Regions from separate parts of the Mus musculus genome. Here region 1 is linked to region 2. The links are chromatin contacts, called in public Micro-C maps. All regions are on one chromosome and are shown on one strand. Each heading gives the region's core, a stretch centred on a gene start, on an enhancer-like site or on the middle of the called end of the contact. The rest is flanking DNA. Distances are from core to core; before and after follow the strand shown.

Region 1 (4,691 bases), core at 178-2,677, 760 kb before region 2:
ATATAGAGATTAAACAGTTGGGCAATGACTCTCCAGGCCTTCGCTATTCCAGTTGTCTCACAGTCTGGAGGAGGGAGAAGAAAAGTCCTGCGCTGTAGGGTAGAACAATTTGTAGAAGCTGACCTAGGGGTCATGTCCATTCCATGGATGCCCGAGTCACTGTCACTGCAGTTCAGACCTTCTTGCTGCACATCAGTTCTGAGTATGTTGCGGTGCTTGAATCAGTCACCCCTGTGCTCCTATGACGTTTGACCAAGAAAACTGCCATCTGTGGGAGTACTGTGGCACAAGGCTTACTTGGAAGGTAGATATATCCAAAGCGACATTCTCATTAACTTTACATGGATTTGTATAATAATCAAGTAATTATTATTATAAATTTTGTGGTACTTTTGATAAAATCCACTCATAAGAAACAAGGTATACATGCTGTATATAAGTATATAGTTTTATACATATATATATATATAGTATAAATTATAAATCTGAGGGACATATACCATCAAAATATTGATCCAACATAAGTATACAAATAGCTCCAGGACAAGATTGATGGTGATATCATTGTGTTTACCTCTTGGGGTTCACCGGACCCATTGATTCCATAGCCAATATGTTTTCATTGAGATCGTAGCAAGATATGTTTGACAGCAACTTCAAACTGTCAGAACCCACTGTATACTTAAATTCTGCAGTCATCTGACATCCTATGTGTCTGGACTTGTTTGTTAAGATGTAGCTACCAGTACGTTAGAAGTGTCTTCACTCTGTCTGACTACTGGATGCTGTATCACTTCCCCCCAGCGCCTTCCTGGTGATGGTTCAGAGTGTTGGGGCTCTCAGTGCTCCTTAAGTCTTTTAAGTGGGGTTAGAATCCTAGGGGTAGAGATTAATATGATTCATTTGTGAATGTGGCAATGTTGTCTGCACTAATTATCAATCATTTTACTGACCGAAAGAACTCGGCTATGGGGGCTGTGTTTCCCAGCTGGGAACATTGCTGTCTATGTTGTTGGTTATGGTTGTGGCTGGGCATGTTTCTGAAAAAGCATAGAAATGGGGTTATTCCCAAGGAAAATTGGACTTTATTAAAACATATGTGCACACACACACAAACTTATGGACCCTGGCTAAATAGACCCAGTTAGGATTTCAGATTTTCACTTCAAAGCCCTGGCTAGCTTGCAGTTTTTAAACTGCTAAGTTTATCACAGCAAGTGGAGACAGTGGTTAGAGTACACCAGCTGTAAATTGGTCCAGAACACTAAAAGGGACATTAGCCTCTAATCAGACTCTAACAGTTCATTAAGCCTTCCTTTCCAGCCAGTCCTTCCCCTCCCCACCCCCACCCCCACACTAATGTACAGCTTGGCCCAGCCTTCCCTTATAAGGTATCTTTTCCCCTTCTCAGCTGGGTAAGGCTGCTCCAGGGTAGGAAACTCATCCTTCACTGACTACTAAGGAAACGACCTTGGGAGGCTTTGTGGGGGGAGATTCCCAGAGCTGCTGAAAGAAGCTAGCTGAGTGGTGGAGGGCTGTAGAGCCACACATCCCCCCCCCCAGAGTAGCTGGTAATGCTGCAAACTGGAGGCAACAAGCTACAAGTTCTAATCTGAGAACTTCATGTGTAACGGATACCCACCCATCCCACCCCCGCCTTGAAGAAAGGATTCTAAGTTTGGAAGACGTTAACTGGGTACACCAGCGATATCTAGCAATATTGTACCTGCTTTTGCCTGCATCTGTTAGAATGTGAAATACTGGCAAAATATGGTCAACGCTGTGTACTTCCGGGAAAACCTGACAGGAAGTCTTAGTAAGCCAGGAGATGTGATCTTTTTGAATGTTCCTTGTGACTAAGGAGAGCTAGGGCAGCTTGCCATTTTCTTCTTGTTGGTTTTCTCAAAGAAACTATTTGCCAGGAGAGGCTTTCGAAGTTGTACTTCTTAGAATATTCTCATTAGGGAGCCCTTCACTGGTTCTGCGTGTGCCCTGTTGGTAGAATTTGGTAATAAAATCTCCCCTGTGATTTGTTGGAATGGCGTACTTATTTAACTTTTTCACGAAAACCAGCTGCCTGAAAAGTGAAAAACATCAAACTCCGGAAATAATACTACCTTTTATCACCCTGTAGGCAAGTATTTAGGAACTGCATAGATAGATAGATAGATAGATAGATATAGATATAGTATATATAATATATATAATATATATAATATATATACACACACATATATAAGCATATACATATACATTATACATACAAATATATATGCATAGACATATATATGCATATACACAGATTTGGTGTACTCACCAATTAACAAATGTTGAGATGTATTTTTAATAAGTTGATAAGATTAACCCACAAGAAACAAGTTATATGCACATTTGGGAATATATATTTGTATGTATATAATACAAATTTATACATGTATATGTATAATTCTTTTATCACACACACAGACACAAACACACACATATGCATACCCACTTAGTAAGATCTCTTCAGTGTCCTGTCACCTCTCTAAGGCCACTGAGCACAGAGACTTCCCTGAAACCTCAGGATCAGTCATGTCAACTCCATGAGTTGATTCAGCTTCTCGAGTTGAAGTTGGCATATTTGGGATGTGTTTTACAAGTCAATTTGGGTCCCGCTTGTGTGTCTTTCTGATTGCCTGTGTAGATGTCTGATCCAGAAAGTACCTAAAGCAGAGAGAATTGGTGAAACATAAACTGGATTTCATCTTCTCCTCAGCTCATGAACTCTTTTGAGCCACAGGTTCAATGTAGCTTTTCTTTAGAGGCAATAACCTGAGCCAAAAAATGTGTAAGAATAACGTCCTGTTCCTTATTGATGTCACTTACCTGTTCCCTTTGAAATTAAAACCCACGTTGGTTCTTTTAAAATAGTTTCTTGGGAGCTAATATGTAGGAATTTTCATTTGCTCATAATTGGCATAGTATAAAATTTCAACAAATCTAGGATTATATTATTTTGTCTTGAGATTATTCAGGCTTAGACAATATAAGTTTTTGTTTGTTTGTTTGTTTTCTGGTTTTTCTCTAATCTGACTTTTCATTTATGGCTCTGTACACAAGACAGCTGGCAGAACTAAGGATAAGAGAAAGAACCTTGCCGTGTATTTCCTCCCACTATTGAGAAGGTGTGATAAATTTTCCAGCCCCATATAAATTAATGTAATGCTTCCACACCGCAGTTTATTATGGCCTGACCTCCAACCCAGGGGTCAGAGAGTCACATTGATTTAGTCAACTTCCTAGTCATTATTTCAAATGAAAGTTCACATAGGAGGATAATTGGTCATGCTGATATCCTCATTTAATTAGGCTCCATTCTTGAAGAATTAGGTCAGCAACACTTGAGGGTTGGCAATGAAGGAAGACTCCCAGGGATGGCCTCTTCTGGCGCTGCTTCGGAACTGAATCTCACTCTTTCTTCTATCCTCAGAATCTCAGCGCCCTTGAGAACAGAATGCTAATGCTTGATGGAATGCCGGCAGTCAGAGTCAAAACCGAGCTTGTGGAATCTGAACAAGGGGTAAGCAGAGACCTCCGCAGAGGCCCCCTCCCTCTCATGACTGGCCCATTCACTTGCAGAGTTGCCCTGTCTCTTTTGTCCCCTGCCTAAGGAATCACCTGAGCCTGTCTGTGGTTGACTCTCATCCACTTGCAGCCTTAGACACCAGCATCCCCTTTGAGGTGTTCTGAAACTTAGGACTTCATGATGCACCTGAGGAGACAGACCCTTGTGGCTGAGTGAAAATTGCTGCATGCAAAGCTACCAAATCCAGAGTAAAGAGAAAGTATTGAATGTAAGATGGGAGTGTAACTCCTCAGTGTAAAATTCTAAGTTAGGAAATGGCAGAGAATAGGCATGGGAGTGCTAACTGTTGGTTAAATGGATTTCTTGGTTGTATTGTATCTAGTGCTTCTCCCTGATATTTAAAACTGTTCCAATTCTAGATGGTTGAGAAAATCGGGACAGTTAATGTGAAAAGTACCCAAAAGCATAGCTAAATTCATAAATTAATTTATGGATACAGGGTACCTAGGAACACAGAATTCATATGAAACCACAATTGGCAATTTTATTATTAATAACATTCAAAGCTTCCCTAATGGAAACCAATAAGGCCAGTATAAACAATTAGGGCATCTGACCATGGCATTTAAAGGAGAAATCACTATATCCCTGGGTACACACTGGCGACACACCTTATGACACTGCTACCTCTTAGGCAGCACAGAAAGTTGACAGGGGACATAAATAAATCCATCATTTATGCCATACTAATGTATGCCTTACTAAAAGAAATCAAAACTAAACATTAGTAATTTTGTAAAGAAATCTTTGTAAAAAAATTTAAATGTTAATATCGCCTCACAAATATTGGCTGACAATCAGTGTGGTCATGTCCATCTGGAACACCCTTAGGCCTAGCATCTTAGTGTGCCATCATCTTGGTCATGGCTGCTGAGGTTAGGGACCTGTAGGAGCCCTTTGGTTCTTTCAGTAAGTCCCACATGCCTCTGCACTAAGCAGCCCCTTGTAGCATCTCATCATCCTCTCTTTTCACTGCAAGCCTGCGCGCCAATCAGGTCTCTCCAATGGCCCCTGAGGAGGGGACTTCATCTGGATGTGTGGCACTGGCTTTTCTAACACTGAA
Region 2 (4,709 bases), core at 1,544-4,043:
TTTTTTTTGTAAAGATTTATTTATTTATTACATATATGTACACTGTAACTGTCTTTCAAACACACCAGAGGTGGGTATCAGATCTCATTATGCTAGTAATGAGCCACCATGTGGTTGCTGGGATTTGAACGCAGGGCCTTCAGAAGAGCAGTCGGCGCTCTTAACCTCTGAGCCATCTTGCCAGCCCCCTCTTTTTTTTAATAATGCTTTTCATTTCTTTGTTTGTTTGTTTGTTTGTTTTGGTTTGGTTTGTTTTGGTTTGGTTTTGTTTCTTTTTTTTGTTTTTTTTATTTTTTTGATTTTTCGAGACAGGGTTTCTCTGTGTAGCTCTGGCTGTCCTGGAACTCACGCTGTAGACCAGGCTGGCCTTGAACTCAGAAATCCACCTGCCTCTGCCTCCCAAGTGCTGGGATTAAAGGTGTGCGCCACCACGCCCAGCCTTCTTCTCTTTTTTAAGATTTATTTATTTTATTGATATGAGCACACTGTTACCGTCTTCAAACACACCAGAAGAGGGCATCAGATTCCCATTACAGATAGTTGTGAGCCACCATGTGGTTGCTGGGAACTGAACTCAGGACCTCTGAAAGAGCTGTCAGTGCTCTTAACCGCTGAGCCATCTCTCCAGCTCTTCTTTTTTTAAGATCATAATATACTCGTATTATTTCTCCCTTTCCTTCTTTTCAACCCTGCTGTGTACCTCCCACCTTAATCTCTTTCAAATTCCTGGCTTCTTTTTCTTTAATTCTTATTAACACACACACACAAAATACAATCTATATAGTGTTACCTGTATGTATATGATAATTTGATAGCTGACCACTTAGTTTTAGATTGCCAGTTGGTGTGTTCTTCCCTAGGGAAACTATTTCTCCCACTCTCAGTGTTTTTTTCCTGGCAGTAACTCTGTCTGGGGTTGAGGCCTAGAGAGACTTCCCCTTCCACATCAGCATCTCTGTTGTAATTGTTTGGATTTTGTTAGGCAGCCAGATTACTGAAGTTTCCTTGTTGCTGCTTCTCTGACATTTCTTTCTTCTTTTTCTTTTTTTTTTTTTTTTTTTGGTTTTTCAAGACAGGGTTTCTCTGTGTAGCCCTGGCTGTCCTGGAACTCACTCTGTAAACCAGGCTGGCCTCGAACTCAGAAATCCACCTGCCTCTGCCTCCCAGATGCTGGGATTAAAGGCGTGAGCCACCACGCCCGGCTCTTCTCTGACATTTCTAGGAGACCCAATCTCACAGCACACTTGCAGTCTCTCTAGCTCTTCGATCTTTCCTCCTCTTCTTCCATGATGACGGTGATCCCTGAGCCACAGAGGTAGAAGTTGTGTTGTTGTATCAGCTGAGCCTGGGCGCCACAGATCTTCATTTTGATTAAGTTGTGGTTTTCTGTAATGGCCTAGGTTGCAAGGAGAAATTTCTTTGATGAGGGGCAGTCATAAAGTTTTTTAAAAATAAGTTTTCTATAAAATAATTGGCTGTGTGACTTTTAATTGACTCACTATTTTGTCCTTACTGTTTGCCGTACACGCATTTCCTAGGTGTAGAACAATGTTCCAGAGTCATACAGAGCTAGGCATAAATTAAAAGTTTTGAGTTTGGGTGGGGTTTTGGTTGGTTGGTTGGTTGTCTTTCTATGTGGCCCTGGCTGCTGGAACTCACTCTATAGACCTGGGTGGTACCAGGCTCACAGAGCTCCTCAACCTCCTACCTCCCAAGTGCTGGGATAAGAGTTATTGTGTTTAGTCCTGACTGTCAAGGAACTTTGTAGACCTAGCTGGCCTTGAACTCAGAGATCTGCCTACCTTGCCTCCCGAGGGAGGGCTGTGATTAAAGGAGTAACCCTGAAATTAAAATATTTAAAGACAAGCAATTTATAAAAGCTGGGTGTGGTGGCATAGCGTGAGCACCAAGGAGACCCAGGCTGGTAGGCAGGTTTATGATGCAAATTCAGGCCAGGGTTGCTGTGTGAGACTCAGTCTCAAAACAGAATTTAAAAAAAAAAAGTAAACAAACAAACAAAACAAAACAAAAAATCCCAGAAGCACTGGTTTGTTCCCATAACCCTATCTTCAAACCAGTGACTTCAAAGAGGAAGCCAAGGTTTCCTGGCACTTGAATTTAGCAATCTTAGCACTCAGTCTCCTGTAAATCTTTTCAAGTTCAAGGACAGCCAAGGATGTACAGTGACGTTTCATGTCAAAAAAGAAAGGGAAACGCAGTATTGCAGGAAGCCAGGTTAAACCCTTAACCATCTTTTCCAAGTAACTCTTAGAAATAAAATTTTATCTTCGTTCTAATGGCGTCTGAATAATCTATAACTCCAGCCTTCCCTTACTGCAGCCTGAGAAGGAAGCCCACACAAGAGGAAAGCAAGCCAGGAAAATGGCAGAAATAGGAGGACTTAGAGCCATCCCAAAGTCTCAAAGCTGGAACTGATTGGGCTGTGTTTTGATTCTTCCCACGCAGAGCTTACTGGTAGAGAAGAGCTGCTGATACCTGAGGGTGGGCGAAGATGGAACAGAAATAGATGAGGTGTCTTGATAGGTTCCTGGAAGGCAGATGACGAAAGAAGGGCGTGATAGATCCACCCCAAAGGTGACCACCTCAAGGCTTGAAGAAGCTGTTTTCAAGTTGTAGCTATGGTGGGGCCCAGCCCACACGCAGGGGTAGGAAAATGAATGGGAAGTGAACATTGGGCTGCTGTTGCTCTTTGGCAAAGCTAGATTATTGTGCCAAGAGGAATGAGAGGCCATAGCTATAGGAGAGTACAGAGCGTAGGTATTGCTTCTGAGGATGAGAGCTAGTGAGCTGGCAGGTGTCCAAGTTTCTTGCGGTCATCACCTTGTCCTGCCCCCTAATCCATAGGGAATCTCAATGGAGAAAGTTTTGCAGTTCAACTCCAGGACTTTCTGCAAATGGGAGAAGAGTCGAGAAGAAAACCTCGGGACTGGGGACTGGAGATATGGCTCAGTGGTTAAGAGCACCCTCTGCTTTTCCAGAGGTCCTGAGTTCAATTCCCAGCAACCACATGGTGGTTCACAACCATCTGTAATGACATCTGATGCCCTCTTCTGGTATGTCTGAAGACAGTGACAGTGTACTCACATATATAAAATAAATAAATCCTTGAAGAAGAAGGAGAAGACCTCAACCTGGCACCTGCTGACATTTGCAGTTAATACACAAGACCTGGAGAAGCCTGAGGCTCTTCAGTAGGGGAAATGGAAGCACTTACTGAAACTGGGCCAAGAGGTTCATTGTGATGGTAATTTGGGGAAGTAGACCGAAACTCAGGAGAGAAGAATGATTTAAACCAAAAGGTTTAGCACAGTGCTCCTGAATGCTCTCTTTTGCAGGTTTTGGAGGTATAGCACTGACCCAGCATAGATGGACAAGACTCCGGGGTCAACCCCTAAGCCCATAAAAATAAAAATAAATAAAAAAAACTTCTCAGCACTGATGAGAAAAAGAACCAGGCAAGACGATCAAATTACAGAACACGATGTGTGATTCGTTCCCTCATAAAATTTAAAATGGGTGAAATTATTTGTATTTATCAAGAACAAAAGGGCTGAGAATGTCTGATGTGACATTTCAAAAGAAGACAAATTCATGTGTGTCACACACTGCTTTGTAAGGTGGAATTTTACAAGAAGAACATGTTCTCTTTTGCATGAGAAATTAAGTGCATGGAGAAAAAAAAAAAACGTGGCAGTTAAAAAAGCAGGAACTAAATCTGTACCAACCGGCATTTTTTCCTAACCAGGTAAAAGGGGGTGCTCACAGCAGTGAGTAATTTTAATGACCAAAGCCCACATTATGGGATTAATAGCAGACAGAACTATAATCTAGTTTATAGTTATACTAGATTATATAGTTTACTAGATTATAGTTTTGTCTGCTGTTTCTTGGAACATTTTGGACTTGATTAATTGTTTGGATATATGTAAAACTATTCAAACTGAGTTTACCTAAAGTAACTTTACAGTCACCATCTGGCTAAACAGCATGCTGTATTTATTATTATTGTTACTATTATTATTATTATTAATTTTAAATTTTGAGATTGTAATGTAGTTACAGTTACATTGTTTCTCTCTTGAAACCCTCCCATACACCCCTCCTTGCTCTCTTTTCAAATGCATGGCCTCCTTTTTCACTAAGTGTTCTATGCATATACATTTGCATTTCTAAACACAACAGTAAAGCCTGCTCATTTACTTGTAGGTATGGTTAGGGTCTGATTGTTTGGTATAGAAACAGACTGCCTGCCGTTGCAGGAGTCCCAGCCAGCCATCCAGGTACATACATGTATGAAGAACACACTGAGGTGCTGCACGAGGAAGGCAGGACCAGACCAGCCTGGCTGTGATGGCATGTTGTGGGGCACTGTCCATCCGCTCAGCTGAAGTCTCTGGTAATTTGGTCATTCACCTCAGAAGCTGGGGGGGGGGGAGCTCTCGGGGTGGGGGGTGTTGTAAGCCACATGAATCAGAGTAAGACTCTCCTTGGCTCAATGAAAAGATATTGACGGATTCAATAACAGGAACCTGGCAAATGTCTGCCGACTGAAACCCAGAGGACCCATGCTAAATCACCTCTGCACCTTCTCTAGAAACACAAAAGCATTTTGAGAACATTCCATGTGTTTACCCTTCTAAGCCATCTTTTCTGTATTCTTTGGCAATTCCATACATGTATGGAATATA

The links. Hi-C and Micro-C count contacts between places; a contact is called where the count stands out from the background.
Region 1: a contact with region 2 is called in a Micro-C map of embryonic stem cells, with 6 times the contacts expected there. The contact joins two enhancer-like sites. A contact is called at or near these places in 2 of 39 promoter capture datasets (pre-B cells and stem cell-derived epiblast-like cells) and 1 of 484 Hi-C or Micro-C datasets (embryonic stem cells).

What each region holds. Positions count from the first base shown.
Region 1 is chr14:100,108,642-100,113,332 of GRCm38.p6, reverse strand. It overlaps Klf12 (Kruppel-like factor 12), which reads left to right. Exons shown (of 7, transcript NM_010636.3): 2 at 3,473-3,562. Among named protein-coding and RNA genes, the nearest start is that of Klf12, 39 kb to the left of the region's middle. Within about 2 kb of position 1,427, at least 20 of the 459 cell types and tissues checked have an H3K27ac peak or open chromatin away from gene starts, as enhancers often do. A contact at or near this core is called in embryonic stem cells and stem cell-derived epiblast-like cells, where this site is marked.
Region 2 is chr14:99,352,770-99,357,478 of GRCm38.p6, reverse strand. No RefSeq gene overlaps it. Among named protein-coding and RNA genes, the nearest start is that of Klf5, 56 kb to the right of the region's middle. Within about 2 kb of position 2,793, at least 10 of the 459 cell types and tissues checked have an H3K27ac peak or open chromatin away from gene starts, as enhancers often do. A contact at or near this core is called in embryonic stem cells and stem cell-derived epiblast-like cells, where this site is marked.